Regions from separate parts of the Macaca mulatta genome. Here region 1 is linked to region 2. A link is a contact called in public Hi-C data. All regions are on one chromosome and are shown on one strand. Each heading gives the region's core, a stretch centred on a gene start, on an enhancer-like site or on the middle of the called end of the contact. The rest is flanking DNA. Distances are from core to core; before and after follow the strand shown.

Region 1 (7,154 bases), core at 3,150-5,649, 70 kb before region 2:
GTCTATATAAAAGTTTGCTTTCACCTGCCATGACAGACAGAGAATGATGGTAAATCGAGCATCCAGACTCTCTTCTGGAAGTATTTAACCTCTTCTATGTTTATGAACATAAAAATCCCAAAGCTGATATACCAGTCATATGAAGGAATTATACCCAAATAAGTTCTATTGCATCTATTTGCCATTCTCAGAATAAGAGAGCATTATATAAGCAATGCTAATTGATTGACTTTATCAACCAATGCAACAATGAAAACTGCCTGGAATATTCTAGGTATCAATGAAAATTCTAGGTATCAATAAAATTTTTATTTTAATTTTCACTATACTTCTCTGTTAAACTAGGGCATTGTAAGGGCTAAGGTTTCAAAAGCAACACAATGCCACCTGATAAAATAAGAACTGACAGGCCAGGCGTGGTGGCTCACGCCTGTAATCTTTGCGAGGCCAAGGCGGGCAGATCACCTGAGGTCAGGAGTTCAAGACCAGCCTGGCCAACATGGTGAAACCCCGTCTCTACTAAAAATACAAAATTAGCCGGGTGTGGTGGCGGGCACCTGTAATCCCAGCTATTCGGGAGGCTAGGCAGAATTGCTTGAACCGGGGAGGCAAAGATTGCAGTGAGCCGAGATCTTCCCACTGCACCCCGGCCTGGGTGACAAGAGCAAAACTCGGAAAAAAAAAAAAAGAAAAGAAAAATAAGAACTGGTAAATAAGCTAATACCCTTATTGACCCCAAAAGTTATACTTAACAACTCAAGTTTATCAAATAATCAGGGATGTTTTCATGTATCATTAGTAACAGAACTGAGTCAGTCATGCCAAAGAACTACAAAAATTGATGAATCAGGCCAGGCGCAGTAGCTCACGCCTGTAATCCCAGCACTTTGGAAGCCGAGGTGGGTGGATCACCTGAGGCCAGAAGTTCAAGACCAGCCTGACCAGCATGGTGAAACCCCGTCTCTATTAAAAATACAAAAAATTAGCTGGGCATGGTGGCACACACCTGTAGTCCCAGCTACTGGGGAGGGTGAGGCAGGAGAATTGCTTGAACCCGGGAGGCGGAGATTGCAGTGAGCCGAGATCTTCCCGCTGCACTCCAGCCTGGGCGACAAGAGGGAAACTCCGTCTCCCATAAAAAAAAAAAAAAAAAAAGAAAAAAATAAGAACTGATAAATAAGCTAATACCCTTATTGACCCCAAAAGTTATACTTAACAACTCAAGTTTATCAAATAATCAGGGATGTTTTCATGTATCATTATTAACAGAACCGAGTCAGTCATGCCAAAGAACTACAAAAACTGATGAATCAGGCCAGGCGCAGTAGCTCACACCTCTAATCCCAGCACTTTGGAAGCCGAGATGGGTGGATCACCTGAGGCCAGAAGTTCGAGACTAGCCTGACCAGCATGGTGAAACCCCGTCTCTATTAAAAATACAGGCCGGGCGCGGTGGCTCACGCCTGTAATCCCAGTACTTTGGGAGGCCGAGGCGGGCGGATCACAAGGTCAGGAGATGAAGACCATCCTGGCTAACACGGTGAAACCCCGTCTCTACTAAAAAATACAAAAAAAAATTAGCTGGGCGTGGCAGCGGGCGCCTGTAATTCTAGCTACTCAGGAGGCTGAGGCAGGAGAATGGCGTGAACCTGGAAGGCGGAGCTTGCAGTGAGCCGACATCGCGCCACTACACTCCAGCCTGGGCGACAGAGCGAGACTCTGTCACTAAAAAAAAAAAAAAAAAATACAAAAAATTAGCCGGGCATGGTGGCACGCACCTGTAGTCCCAGCTACTGGGGAGGCTGAGGCAGGAGAATTGCCTGAACCTGGCAGGCAGAGGTTGCAGTGAGCCGAGATCGTGCCACTGCACTCCAGACTGGGCGACAGAGGGAGACTCCATCTCAAAAAAAAAAAAAAAAAAAAAAAAAAAAAGCCTGGGCGCGGTGGCTCACGCCTGTAATCCCAGCACTTTGGGAGGCCGAAGCAGCTGGATCACGAGATTCGGAGATCAAGACCATCCTGGCTACCACGGTGAAACCGCGTCTCTACTAAAAATACAAAAAAATTAGCCGGGCGTGATGGCGGGCGCCTGTAGTCCCAGCTACTCCAGAGGCTGAGGCAGGAGAATGGTGTGAACCCGGGAGGCCGAGCTTGCAGTGAGCCAAGATGGCGCCACTGCACTCCAGCCTGGGCGAGAGCGAGACTCCGTCTCAAAAAAAAAAAAAAAAAAAAAAAAAAAAATTGATGAATCATTTACCAATTATTCTTTTTCTCCAGCTAATAAAATAGAAGATAAAGCAAATTCTTAATACAGCTAACTCTTGATTAGCCCCTGCACGATCTATCCAAGGCATGTTCCTACGCCTAAGTACTTAACCAAAGATGCATCAATAGTTTGGTACCATTGACAATACCAATGTAGCCACAGGTTGTAATCCGATGTAAACACAAGCCTAAATTAAGCATTTAACAAGGCCAAAAGGATGCCAAAATAATCATAATACATTAAAATAAGTTATTTTCAAATTATTCATACCATTTTCCCCTGCCTCTGGTGTATATCCTAGCTATTTTGGATTAAAAGATTAAAGATATTTAAAAGTACAATCAAGTGACAACTAGTTTACGACAGATCACAAGATTTACACAGAAGTCTTGTTTTCTGCTTTTTTTAAAAAAAAAAAAGAAAGAAAGAAAAGAAATTCCAGGCCTTGATCCTATTTTTCACCTGCAGGCTATTCGCAAGAGAAAGTCCTAAAGAACCTTCGAAACTAAATAACTTTCTCTGGGCTCAGTTTTCTCAAGAAGCTGATTAATGTGGGCTACCAACTTATGTTAGCAAGAGGGGCAAATTACTACTAAGACTAGGACAAGCACGGGGCCTAATCTTTAAAAGGCATCCTGATGGGGGGGGCGGGAAGAGAAACCCCGCCCAGCCCTCAACTTTCTCAGCTTTTCTAGTCCCGTTTTCTTTTATAAAATTGAGAAAAGCAAAACTTCCCCCTCACTCCCTGTCTCTTATCTGAGGCCTGGTACAGAAATTCAGACCGCTATTTATCCAAGTACCTCCTTAAGGTAGTCTTAAGGCTCAAGCCAGCTCAGAAACGGCAGAAAGATTTGCTTTCTTGGGTTAACAGGAGGGCGATTACAGGGTTTGGCGGCCAGGTCTGTCAGGAAGCATAGGGCCAAGAAAGAGGGAGAATCCAGAGACTGAGCTCCATCTAGTCCCAGGAACCACCCCCAGGGGAGGCTTGACTGCCCTCGGTACTTCCCTGCCTCCTCAGCTCGTGTGAGGAGAAAGGCGGGTCGGGGTCAGGCTCCCCTGAGCTACTTCCTGGTCCGATCGGACTCGCCTTCGGACACCCGAAACACCCCGGCCCGGCTCCCTCGCCCTTTGCCCTGTCTCCTCCCCTCTCAGTGACCCACCACCACTGGTCCCCTCCCATCTAACATGGCCGCCCCGCCCGGCCCACCTCCGGCACAGCCTAACCAGTTGGTGGCCCCCGCGGCACCGCCTCCCCCACGCCCATTGGTGCAGAAGTCTCCATCGGCCCGGTCCATTGGACACCAGAGCCTGCCACTCAGCTCCGAGGGCTCCGCCCCTGAGCCGCTTCAAGCTGCTTTGAGAAGACATATAAACAAATCCCGGGAGGGAGGCCCCTCTCGCCCGTCGCCTCCGAGGCGGGGACAGAAGGGGGAGCGGCTACCCCCGAGACGCCCTGCTTGGACCCCCCCTACCCCCAGCCCGCGCCTCTTCATCTCCTGCCAGCCTGGATCCAACCTCCGCGGCCCCGGCCCTTCCTCACACGCCCCTCTCTCCCCTCCTCCCCCGCCAGTCTAGCCTCCCCTCCCCTCTCGGGCCCCTCCCACCCGCTCTCTTCTCTGACAGGCCGACTGCCGGCAGCAGCGGCCCCGGGCTCGGAGGCAGCGGGGAAGGGCCGGGCGGCCCGGCAGGACAGACGCCCGGCGCTGCCCACCCCCGGCCTAACCTACTGCCCGCCCGCGTGTCCCATCTACCGCCGCCCCGCGCTTTTATGTAACCGTCCCGGGCCGGGGGTGGGGGAGGGGAGCGGAGCCCCCGTGACCCGCAGGCGGTGGCCTAAGGCCCGCGCGCCCTCGCACTCGGCCGTGGTCCCGGCCCCCGCCCCGCGCCGGCCCGGCCCAGAGCCCCAGCGCTGCTGCCGCCTAGGCAAGCGGCCCTCTGCCCCCCGCTCCGCTCGTCCCCCAGCCCAGGCCCCTGGGGGCTCCGGGCAGCGGGTGGCGGCGCTCACCTGTGGGTGTAGGGGCGGCTCAGGGACTGGGTCCGGTTCCGCTGCAGGGGCCACGGCCCCTCTCCATGCTGCCTCGGGTTTGTTTTGTTTATGTCCTTCCTGACGGGTTCCCGGAAATCGCGTGACTCGCCCCCCTCACGTGGGCCGCGGCGAGGAGGAGGAGGGAGGCGGGGGCCCGCCGGCCTCGGGCCAATCGCGAGGCGTTCCACAGCCCGGCCAATCAGGGGCTGGGTCCGGCCGGGCACCCCTGTCACGTGTCGCCGGAGGGGCGGGTTGCCGGGAAAAACCAGGAAGAGAGGGCGGAGCGGGGGCTCGGCGCCGGCCTCTGCAGTGTGGGCGGGGACGTCTCCGATACCCGGCAGCACGCCCAGGTTGGGAGAGGATGTTCCTTTTACAAAGGCTTGAAATCCAGCGTTTTATCAGATCTCAGTACTGCGCTGTGAGATCTGAGGTGTCCGTTTGCCCATTTTGTAGTTTAAGTTCACTGAAACTTGAAGTAACTAACTTCATTAGTAGGGGGATTGTATCGATGACCTGGGTGATGGACCGCCTCCCCATCTGAACGTCTTAATTGAGAGACAAACCTTACCTTTTGTCGTTCGTTCATTCATTCACCGACTCAATATTTAGCACGGATTCCGAGACACAGGGATCAATCAGACTGCGTGCACCTTTGAAGAGAGAGACCGGTATACGACTGCACGAACAGAATGCCACTATTACAGAAGCGCCTAGACAAGCCTCCGTGACACATGGTCCTGAGGTTTTCTTGCACTTCCTGATCCTCTTAATAACAACAGCGTCCCTTTATTGAACGAGTACTATATGGTGGGCTTATCGTCTCAATTAGTTTTCCCTGCAAGCACATGCAGTAGTAATATATCCATTTTTCAGACAGGAAAATTAAGGCTGAGAGGAGTTAAGTCGCTTGCGGGAGGTCAGGCGGCTAGTAAGTGAACTAGCTAGGGCTGGAGCCCTTGTCTTTTATCACAGCCTATTCTTCCAGATGCTTTTTATACATCTTAAAGGCACGGAATTGATACGAACACACAACAGAAATTTGATTTTAGTAAGCATAGGGAAAGGAGGATTGGGGAATAAAGACGCCTGCCCAGGTTTCTGTCGGGAGGAATCGCCTTTGAAAATGTGACTCCCTTTTGCACAGATTTTGAGAAGTAGTATAGTGTTGTTGTCAAAACCATGGACTTTGGAATGAAAAAGACGCACAGATCATAATCATCAGGAGAGCAGGGACTGGGCAGTGTTTATCCTGTACCTTCCATGCCTGGCACATAGCCAGTCATTGCACACTGGTTGAATGAATAGTCTGGATTTGAATGCTTGTTTCACCACGTGTAAAGCAACACAAATTAACCTCTGTGAAGCTCAATTTCCTCCTCCGTTAGTACTTTCTGGGGTTGATATGAGAACTAAGTGAAATAATTCATATAAAGCACTTATCAGAGTGCCTGGCATATAGTAAGCACTTAATGAATAGTTGAATTATTAAATTGTTTAAGGGCATCATTTGGAAGATGTACTGTAGACTAAATAGCAAGTACAGATAACTTTAGACTTTAGCAGGTTAACAGCCACTAAAATAATACTTCTGTACACAAAATTAATAGATAGCTATATGTAGATACCTAACAGGAAAGTAAAAGCATAAATCTCTGTAGCCCCCACAATACCAACCACATAGTAGGGCCTCCATGCCCAATGAAGGAATGAGGATTTCCCCTACTGCACAGTGAGTACCTGGATTATAATTTTTTTAAGTCTAACACACACCACATTCTAATTTTCCACATCAACTGGAATTTAAAATTGAAAAAGAGAAAAACTAGCTTGGGACGTTTGAGCCAAGTTCCCTTGACTCATTCACGTGAGATTCATGCATTAAATCTCCCCGGCGTACATCACAGACCATCCTCTTTTGTAATACTATATTTGAAAAGGCTCCAGGAGATGATTAGACCTTCCATTGATACACTGCCCTCTGGACACAGGCATGCTCATCTCCTCTACCGGGCAGTTCCTTGGGGTCAGTGGGTAGCCAGGTTTATCTCCTAGTGTGAGACTCGGCCCACTGAAGGTGTTTACTAGTGAATCACATTGGATTCCCACCTTTCCCTCTTCCGTTGTCTTGGAAAGGATGAGGTTTTGGCTAAAGGAGACCTTTCCATCAAGGTTTGTTAATTACTATATCCTGCTCCGAAATGAATGAAATCACTGGCTCTGAATTGATTTGTGTTTCTCTGGGTTTTATCCTGCCAGATTCTGTCACAGTCAAAGTTGGCAGGAAGTTGGAACTCTCTAATATCATTGGCTTCTTGTTCTAGCCACAAAGTAGTAACCAACTGGCATCACCACTTTCAAAGTGTTTAACCTGGCTCCTGCGGAATAATTTACATTCCGGAATAGCATGAGTCAGAAAAAACACGCTTTACACAAATATGATACAATGGGGGGAAACAAAGCAATAGATACTTAACTCCTTTTCATTCTTAAAGTAATTTTTTTATTTTCGATTAGCTAACATATATACACGGTACAAAATTCAAAAGGCACAAAAAAGTATTCAGTGAATATTAAGTCTCTGTCCTGTTCCTGTTTCTTGGCTACTCATTTTCCCTTCTCAGAGGGAACCACAGTTACCCACATGCTGTGTCTTCTTCCAGAGGTATCCTTTGTATGTGCAGGCATTTTACCTGGTTTAAACCTTCATGTGTTTGGAACACTGTTCTTGGAGCCAAGACTCCAATTTGAGCTGTACCACTAACTATAAGATCCAAGGTGACCTCTCTGAGTTCCGATTTCTTCACCACAAGGGATCAGGACTAAAACTGGGTATTCTCTATGATCTTTTTAACTTCAACACTG
Region 2 (7,249 bases), core at 3,258-5,757:
TCCATTTTAAAATGAGGAAATGGGAACATGGAAAAGTTAACTAAACTGTGCACTAATATTTCCTTTTTAAAAAAATCCCTACAGAAAAGCATATTTCCATTTTAAAATAAGGAAATGGGAACATGGAAAAGTTAACTAAATTGTTCAAGGTCACAGGCATCATCTGCCTAGGTGCAGTGTTTCTCAAAATGTATTACAGCAACTCTTCTTGGGGGGGGGGGCGGGGACACTGTTTCAAGACCTGCTCAATCCAGCCAAGAGCAGGAAAAGCAAGGACTGCAGCAGAGGCTGTGAATGGACCCAGATAATACAGGCACTTGGCAATTGAGCTTTCAGTCAATTCATGACCTTTCAGTCAATGAATGCTGCATAAAGACAGGTGGTCCCATAAGATGATAATGGAGCTGAAACATTCTTATCATCTAGTGACATCTTGATGATCCTGAGCCTGTTTAGGCCTAGAATAATGTGTTTGTGTTTTAGTTTTTAACAAAAAAGTTTAAAAAGTTAAAAAATATATAAATGGAAAAAAACTTAAAGGATAGGATATAAAGAAAGAAAACAGATCAGGTGAGGTGGCTTATGCCTGTAACCCTAGCACTTTGGGAGGCCAAGGTGGGAGGACTGCTTGAGGCTAAGAGTTGGAGACCAGCCTGGGCAACAAAGAGAGACCCTGTCTCAAAACAACAACAACAAATTAGCTGAGTGTAGTGGTGCATGCCTGTAGTACTAGCTAGTGGGGAGGCTGAGGTGGACGGATCCCTTGAGCCTTGGAGTTTAAGGCTGCAGTGAGCTATGATGGAGCCACTGCACTCCAGCCTGGGTGACAAAGTGAGACTCTCGGTCTCTTAAAAAAAAAAAAAAATTATACAGCTGTACAATGTGTCTGTGTGTTGTTTTCAAAAGTTTACTCTTTTTACAATGTACAACAGGCTCCAAGATAACACTTTATTCTAAGTATAGGTGGCAAAGATGTTATGGCAGGGGGCCGGGTGTGGCAGCTCACACCTGTAGTCCCAGCATTTTGGGAGGCTGAGGCAGGTGGATCACCTGAGGTCAGGAGTTTGAGACCAGCCTGGCCAACATGGTGAAACCCCTTCTCTACCAAAACCACAAAAATTAGCCAGGCATGGTGGTGGGCACCTGTAATCCCAGCTACTCGGGAGGCTGAGGCAGGAGAATTGCTTGAATCCGGCAGGCAGAGGTTGCCGTGAGCCAAGATCGTGCCACTGCACTCCAGCCTGGACAACAGAGTGAGTGTCCGCCTCAAAAAAAAAAAAAAAAAGTTATAGCTGGGAATCCAGATGTTTAAATACAAATAGAATCAAGGGTCACCATCGATCACTTCAGGCACATGGAACAGTTTATTTTTTCCCAGATTTCTTAATTCCGCCTATGACCAGGGGCCCCTTCCCCATGGCCTTCACTTTCGGCTCCTCCAGTTTCTTCTGCTCCTCTTTTTGTTTAAAAAACGTATCTTCCAGCCGGGAGTGGTGGCTCATGCCTGTAATCCCAACACTTTGGGAGGTCAAGAGATCCAGACCATCCTGGCCAACATGGTGAAACCCCGTCTCTACTAAAAATACAAAAATTAGTTGGGCATGGTGGTGCGCGCCTGTAAACCCAGCTACTCGGGAGGCTGAGGCAGGAGAATTGCTTGAACCCGGGAGGCGGAGGTTGCAGTGAGCCGATATCATGCCACTGCACTCCAGCCTGGCAACAGAGTGAGACTCTGTCTCAAAATGCTTCTTGGGCTGTTTCAGGGGCTTCTTCCTGCCATCTATGAAGGTGGACATGGTGCCTGCAGCCTCTTCCCCAGACTCTGCCACTGGTCTTGTTTCGTTTTTGAAGAGACAGGGTCTCACTGTTGCCCAGGCTGGAGTACAATAGTGTGATCATACTGCATCCTGGAACTCCTGATCTCAAACACTCCTCCTCACTCGGCCTCCCCAATAGCTAGGACCACAGGTGTGCAACACCATGTCCAACTAATTTAAAAAAATTTTTTTGAGAGATAGGGTCTCGCTATGTTGCCCAGGCGGGCCTCAAGCAATCCTCTTGTCTGGCTTCCCAAAGTGCTGCATATGATAAGTGTGAGCCACCCTGCCCAGCCTTGCTTGTGTTTTAAGCCAAGTTAGTACAAAAGAGTCGAAAAGTTAAAAAGAATTCGAAAGTTTAAGTAAAAAAGTTACAGGAAGCTAAGGTTAATTTATTTTTGAAGAAAGAAAAACATGTTTTCAGAAATTTCATGTAGCCTAAGTGTACAGTGTTTCCAAAGTCCATCACAGTGTACAGCAATGTCCTGGTTCTTCACATTCACTCACCAGTCACTGACTCACCCACAGCAACTTCCAGTCCTGCAAGCTCCATATCATTGTGTTACATTTGCCTATACAGTATTTAAGGACAGTAACATGCTGTACAGGTGTGAAGCCTAGAAGCAACAGGTTCTACCATATAGCCTAGGTGCGTAGTAGGCTGTACCATCTGTTTGCATAAGTAAACTCTTTGATGTTCACACAAAAGCCCTACTAACACATTTCTCAAACGTATCCCTTTTGTTAAGTGACACATGTCTATATATCACTAGCTGGTCAAATACCTGAATCATGACACTCACTAGGGCTAGAAACTGAGTGGAAATAGGATGGATTTCATTACCCTGGATAATGGCAATGACATCCAAAGGAAGGCGAGAGAGTGCTCTTTAAGAAAGGAATTGTCACTGCTATCAAAGCAGCACTTTGTTGTTCTCTAACTCCAGTAGCAAAAACAAGTCTAATTAAATTTGGTTAATACAATTGCTTTAATAATGCCAGAATTCTGACTCTGTTCATCAACCTCTATAGGTAGGGGAGATGATCCCATATAGGTGGTGTTACCAGGGAGGAGGAACTTGATACTTAAAAACGATAAAAATTCACCTACCATGTTTCTTTTCTTAAAAAAAATATAATTTTAAACTAATAAAGCAAATGTATTCCAGGTAGCAAAAGGGGTTAAGGTCACAAAATACTAGGGAAGTAATAAAAATCTTTTTCTTTTTCTTTTTTTGAGACGGAGTCTTGCTGTCACCCAGGCTGGAGTGCAGTGCAGTGATCTCTGCTCACTGCAAGCTCCGCCTCCCGGGTTCACGCCATTCTCTGGCCTCAGCCTCCCAAGTAGCTGGGACTACAGGCGCCCGCCACCACGCCCGGCTAATTTTTTGTATTTTTAGTAGAGACGGGGTTTCACCATCTTAGCCAGACTGGTCTCGATCTCCTGACCTGGTGATCCGCCCGCCTCGGCCTCCCAAAGTGCTAGGACTACAGGCGTGAGCCACCGCGCCCGGCCACAAATCTTTTTCTTTTAATAAAGACAGTAGAACTATCCACTCAACAGGTATTTACTGGGTGCCTCCTGTGCATACAAGGTACTGTGAAAACCAGGCACTATGAAGCCACCAATTAAGTTGAAGGAATAAAGCAAGAGATGGTGTTTCTGACAAACTGACTTCAGTCGAAGTTTCACCTCTCATCATCTTGAACTGAGAAAAAAATGACTAAAAAGCAAAAGAGGAACCAGAAAGAGGGCGTTCCAAGGCTCCTTTGAAGATTAAGGCTCATTTTATACTACGGTTAAAAAGTTTAATTCCAAAATAGACAAAGCTCTATCCAACAAAGAAGTCTGAAAAAAAAAAAAAATCTTTCCTAGCCAATCATTCTAAGGATTTCTCACACTCACATACAAGGGCCGGAGCGCCCTCCAAAAGGTATGACGCAGCTTTCTCAACAATACCTCCTGCTCTTTGGTAATTAATCTCGCTTTAGATCAGGCCCCAACCGCCTCCTGGAGCCCACTAGATGCAAGCCTGGGCTCAATGTCGTCCAACGAGCTTGTTCTGTACGCAACAGCATGGGAGGCAGGGGGGCAATTTCTGTTTTATTTATTTGATCCTTAAGTTCAGGCAAACGAGGCCTCATGTGGGTGGAAGGCAGGGCTAAAGGGGGAAGAGTCGACTGGGGACAAGCCCCAGTGTCTCCCAGATTCGGCCTGCTCATTTCCGACTGCACCTCCCCACACAGGACTATGATGAGAAAAAAATTCCCCTGAAACTCGTTTCCAAGGAAGGTCCACCAAAGGTCACCCTCCACTCGCTCAGGCCGGAGGACACTGAAGCTGCTGCGAAAAGGAACACAAAGAGTTCCGCCGGGGCGAGGGCCTGACTCTGCAGCGCGGGGGGCGCCCATGCAACGTTCTCTGACCCGTGTGGGGATCGTGCTTTCCCCCGCCCCGGCCTGCTCGCTCCTCACCGCGCGTTCCTCCCAAGGCGGGCCTCGTGCACTTACCCCCGGTTAGGACCCTTAGGGATGAACCAAGGCACCAAGAAGCCGACGAAGCCCCAGAACACGCTCATCACAATGAGAGGCACCGTGAGGCCTTGATACGCCATGGTCACCGCCTGAGCGCCTGCCCCTACCCCGCCGCCTCACTCGGATCCCACCAGGAAGTGTCAATAGCTGACCACGTGACCAGCGTGCGCAGGCCCCGCCTCCCGCGCCCCTACGTGACCTGCGCGCCGGCCTCCGCCCCTCGAGGAGCCCGGAGGCAGAGCCCCGCCTTCGCCTGGCTGTCTCCTGGCTGCAGCTCCTTAGAGGCATGTCGCTCACCCCAGAGCCAGGGGTTCGGTCACCACGGGCTCAGGAAAGTGTTCTGATGCGAACTTGGCCCTTTTAGACAAAGAGTGTAGTTATTTACAGCCTCGTCTACTTATGCAACAGACATAGAGAACTTAACAATAGTTCTGTATTACTATTCTGAATTCCCGTGTGCCTGGCATTGGGTCATGATCTTTAAGTTCATGAACCCAAGGCCGGGGGCGGGGGCTCACGCCTGTAATCCCAGCACTTTGGGAGGTTGAGGCAGGCGGATCACTTGAGGTCAGGAGTTCGAGACCAGCCTGGCCAACATGGTGTAACCCTGTCTACTAAAATACAAAAATTAGCCGGGTGTGGTGGCGCACGCCTGTGGTCCCAGTACTCAGGAGGCTGAGGCAGGAGAATCGCTTGAACCCTCGGGAAGTGGAGGTTGCAGAGAGCTGAGATCCTGCCACTGCACTCCAGCCTGGGTGACAGAGCAAGACTCTGTCTCAAAAGAAAAAAAGAAAGTGCATGAACCTGTGTTGAACTCCTTACTTCAGCCTATGAGGTAATTGTAATTATTATTCCCACTTTGCAGTTGAAGAAACTGAGGCCCAGGGAGGAGACTAAGGATCTTGCCCAAAGTCACATAGTAAGTGGCAAGGCCAGGATTCAACCCCTGATGATCTGATTTTCAAGGCCAGAGCTCTTAACTAGTGCACCACTGTTTATCTTGTGCATTGTGCCAGGTTCTGGAGTTACAGAAGTCAATCAGGCACCCCTGAGGGAGTTCACATTCTGGGGAGCAGATGGCCTTGCAAACAGGCCACTCAATGCGTGTGAAAGTAAGTGGACGACCCTGCAAGGCTTTCCACCCAACTAGTCCTCGCTGAGCCTTGAAAGACAAGTAGAAATTAGCCAGAATAGTAAGAAGAAAAACAGGTCATTCGTGGTGGCTCACACCTGTAATGCCAGCACTTCAGGAGGATGAGGCGGGCAGATCACCTGAGGTCAGTAGTTCGAGACCAGCCTGGGCAACATGGTGAAATCCCATCTCTACTAAAAATACAAAAATTGGCCAGGTATGCACCTGCAGTCCCAGCCACTCAGGAGGCTGAGGAACGAGAATCGCTTGAACCCCTGGGAGGCAGAGGTTACAGTGAGCTGAGATTGTACCACTGCACTCCAGCCTGGGCAACAGAGTGAGACTCTGCCTCAAAAAAACAAAACAAAAAAGTAAAACAGTTTTGTTTGCTTTTGTTTTTTTTTTTTTTTTTTTGAGACAGGGCCCTGCTCTGTCACCCAGGCTGAAGTGCAGTGGTGCTCCATAGCTCACTGCAGCCTGGAACTCCTGGGCTCAAGCCATCCTTCTGCCTCAGCCTCCTGAGGAGCTGGGACTACAGGTGTGCACCACCACACCTGGCTAATTTTAAAAATTTTTTGTAGAGAGAGAGCCTCGCTATGTTGCCCCGGCAGGTCTTAAACTCCTGGCCTGAAGAGATCCTTCACCTCAGCCTCCCAAAGTGCTGCAATTACTGGCATAAGCCACCGTGCTGAGCTGATAAACAGGGCTTATAACACTTGCTGAGAATTTTCACATGTTAGTTATAGTATGCGCCAAGCTTGGAATAGACAAGGAAGCCAGTTCTCAGAGAGGTTGAGGAGCTTGATGATAAAGCTTACAGATGAAAGCAAGATAGAAAGCAGGTCTATAAATGCAATGTGCTTTACCAGGGACCATGGTTTCCTTGCAATAGCCATATTGCGTTACCTCCTGATTTCTTTCATCAAGTAGAATGGATTCCTGTTATTAAATGGGAAACTGGACCAATAATCTTCAACATCTGCACCAACTTTTCAGACATGATTCTAAGCCTCTAACCTGATCAGCAATGTAGGAAACTAATTTGTCTCCTTTGTGCTCATAATGCTTCCCCAAAACTTAGCCCCAGCAGAAATCCTATGGTCCTTAAGTTCTAGTCCAAGCACCACCTTCTCCAAGACCTATTTCATCCTGCTAGTGCATCTCTTTGGCCTTGTTGTATATGTATCTTGACCAACGCTCTACTAGAGGGCCAACTCCTTGAGAATAGGCACTGTTTCACTGATCTTTGTTTCTGGGAGGACTTTATACATAGAATGTGCTCAGTAAATAATTGTGCAATTGAATTGAGTAGCTAAGAAGGGTGAGGTCAGTCAGAACAAAATTAGAGAAAGAAGTTCATTTCTACTTTCCACTTGAACTTTAACTTGAACTTCAGCTCATTTCTCCCTCCCTCCCTCCCTCCCTCCCTTCCTCTCTCTCTCTCTCTTTTTTTTTTGGGTGGAATCTCGCTGTGTTGCCCCGGCTGGAGTGCAGTAGCACAACGTTGGCTCACTGCGACCCCCACCTCCCAGGTTCAAGCGATTCTACTGCGTCAGCCTCCTGAGTAGCTGGGATTACCGGCGCCCTCCACCACACCCGGCTGGTTTTTTTGTTTGTTTGTTTGTTTTGTTTTTGTATTTTTAGTAGAGACGGGGTTTCACCATGTTGGCCAGTCTGGTCTCAAAGTCCTGACCTCAAGTGATCCGCTTGCCTCGGCCTCCCAAAGTGCTGGGATAATAGGAGTGAGCCACCACGCATGGCCCGT

Evidence for each region. A called contact is a pair of places that touch in the nucleus more often than the background predicts.
Region 1: a Hi-C map of CD4 T cells shows a contact between it and region 2, with 3 times the contacts expected there. The contact joins the promoter of CREBRF here to the promoter of ATP6V0E1 in region 2. A contact is called at or near these places in 6 of 14 Hi-C or Micro-C datasets (CD4 T cells, blood, cortical neurons and 3 more).

The regions. Positions count from the first base shown.
Region 1 is chr6:181,934,403-181,941,556 of T2T-MMU8v2.0, reverse strand. It overlaps CREBRF (CREB3 regulatory factor), which reads right to left and starts at 4,399. Exons shown (of 9, transcript XM_077937450.1): 1 at 4,272-4,399.
Region 2 is chr6:181,864,393-181,871,641 of T2T-MMU8v2.0, reverse strand. ATP6V0E1 (ATPase H+ transporting V0 subunit e1) reads right to left here and starts at 4,507. Exons shown (of 4, transcript NM_001261126.1): 1 at 4,329-4,507. The coding sequence starts at 4,432.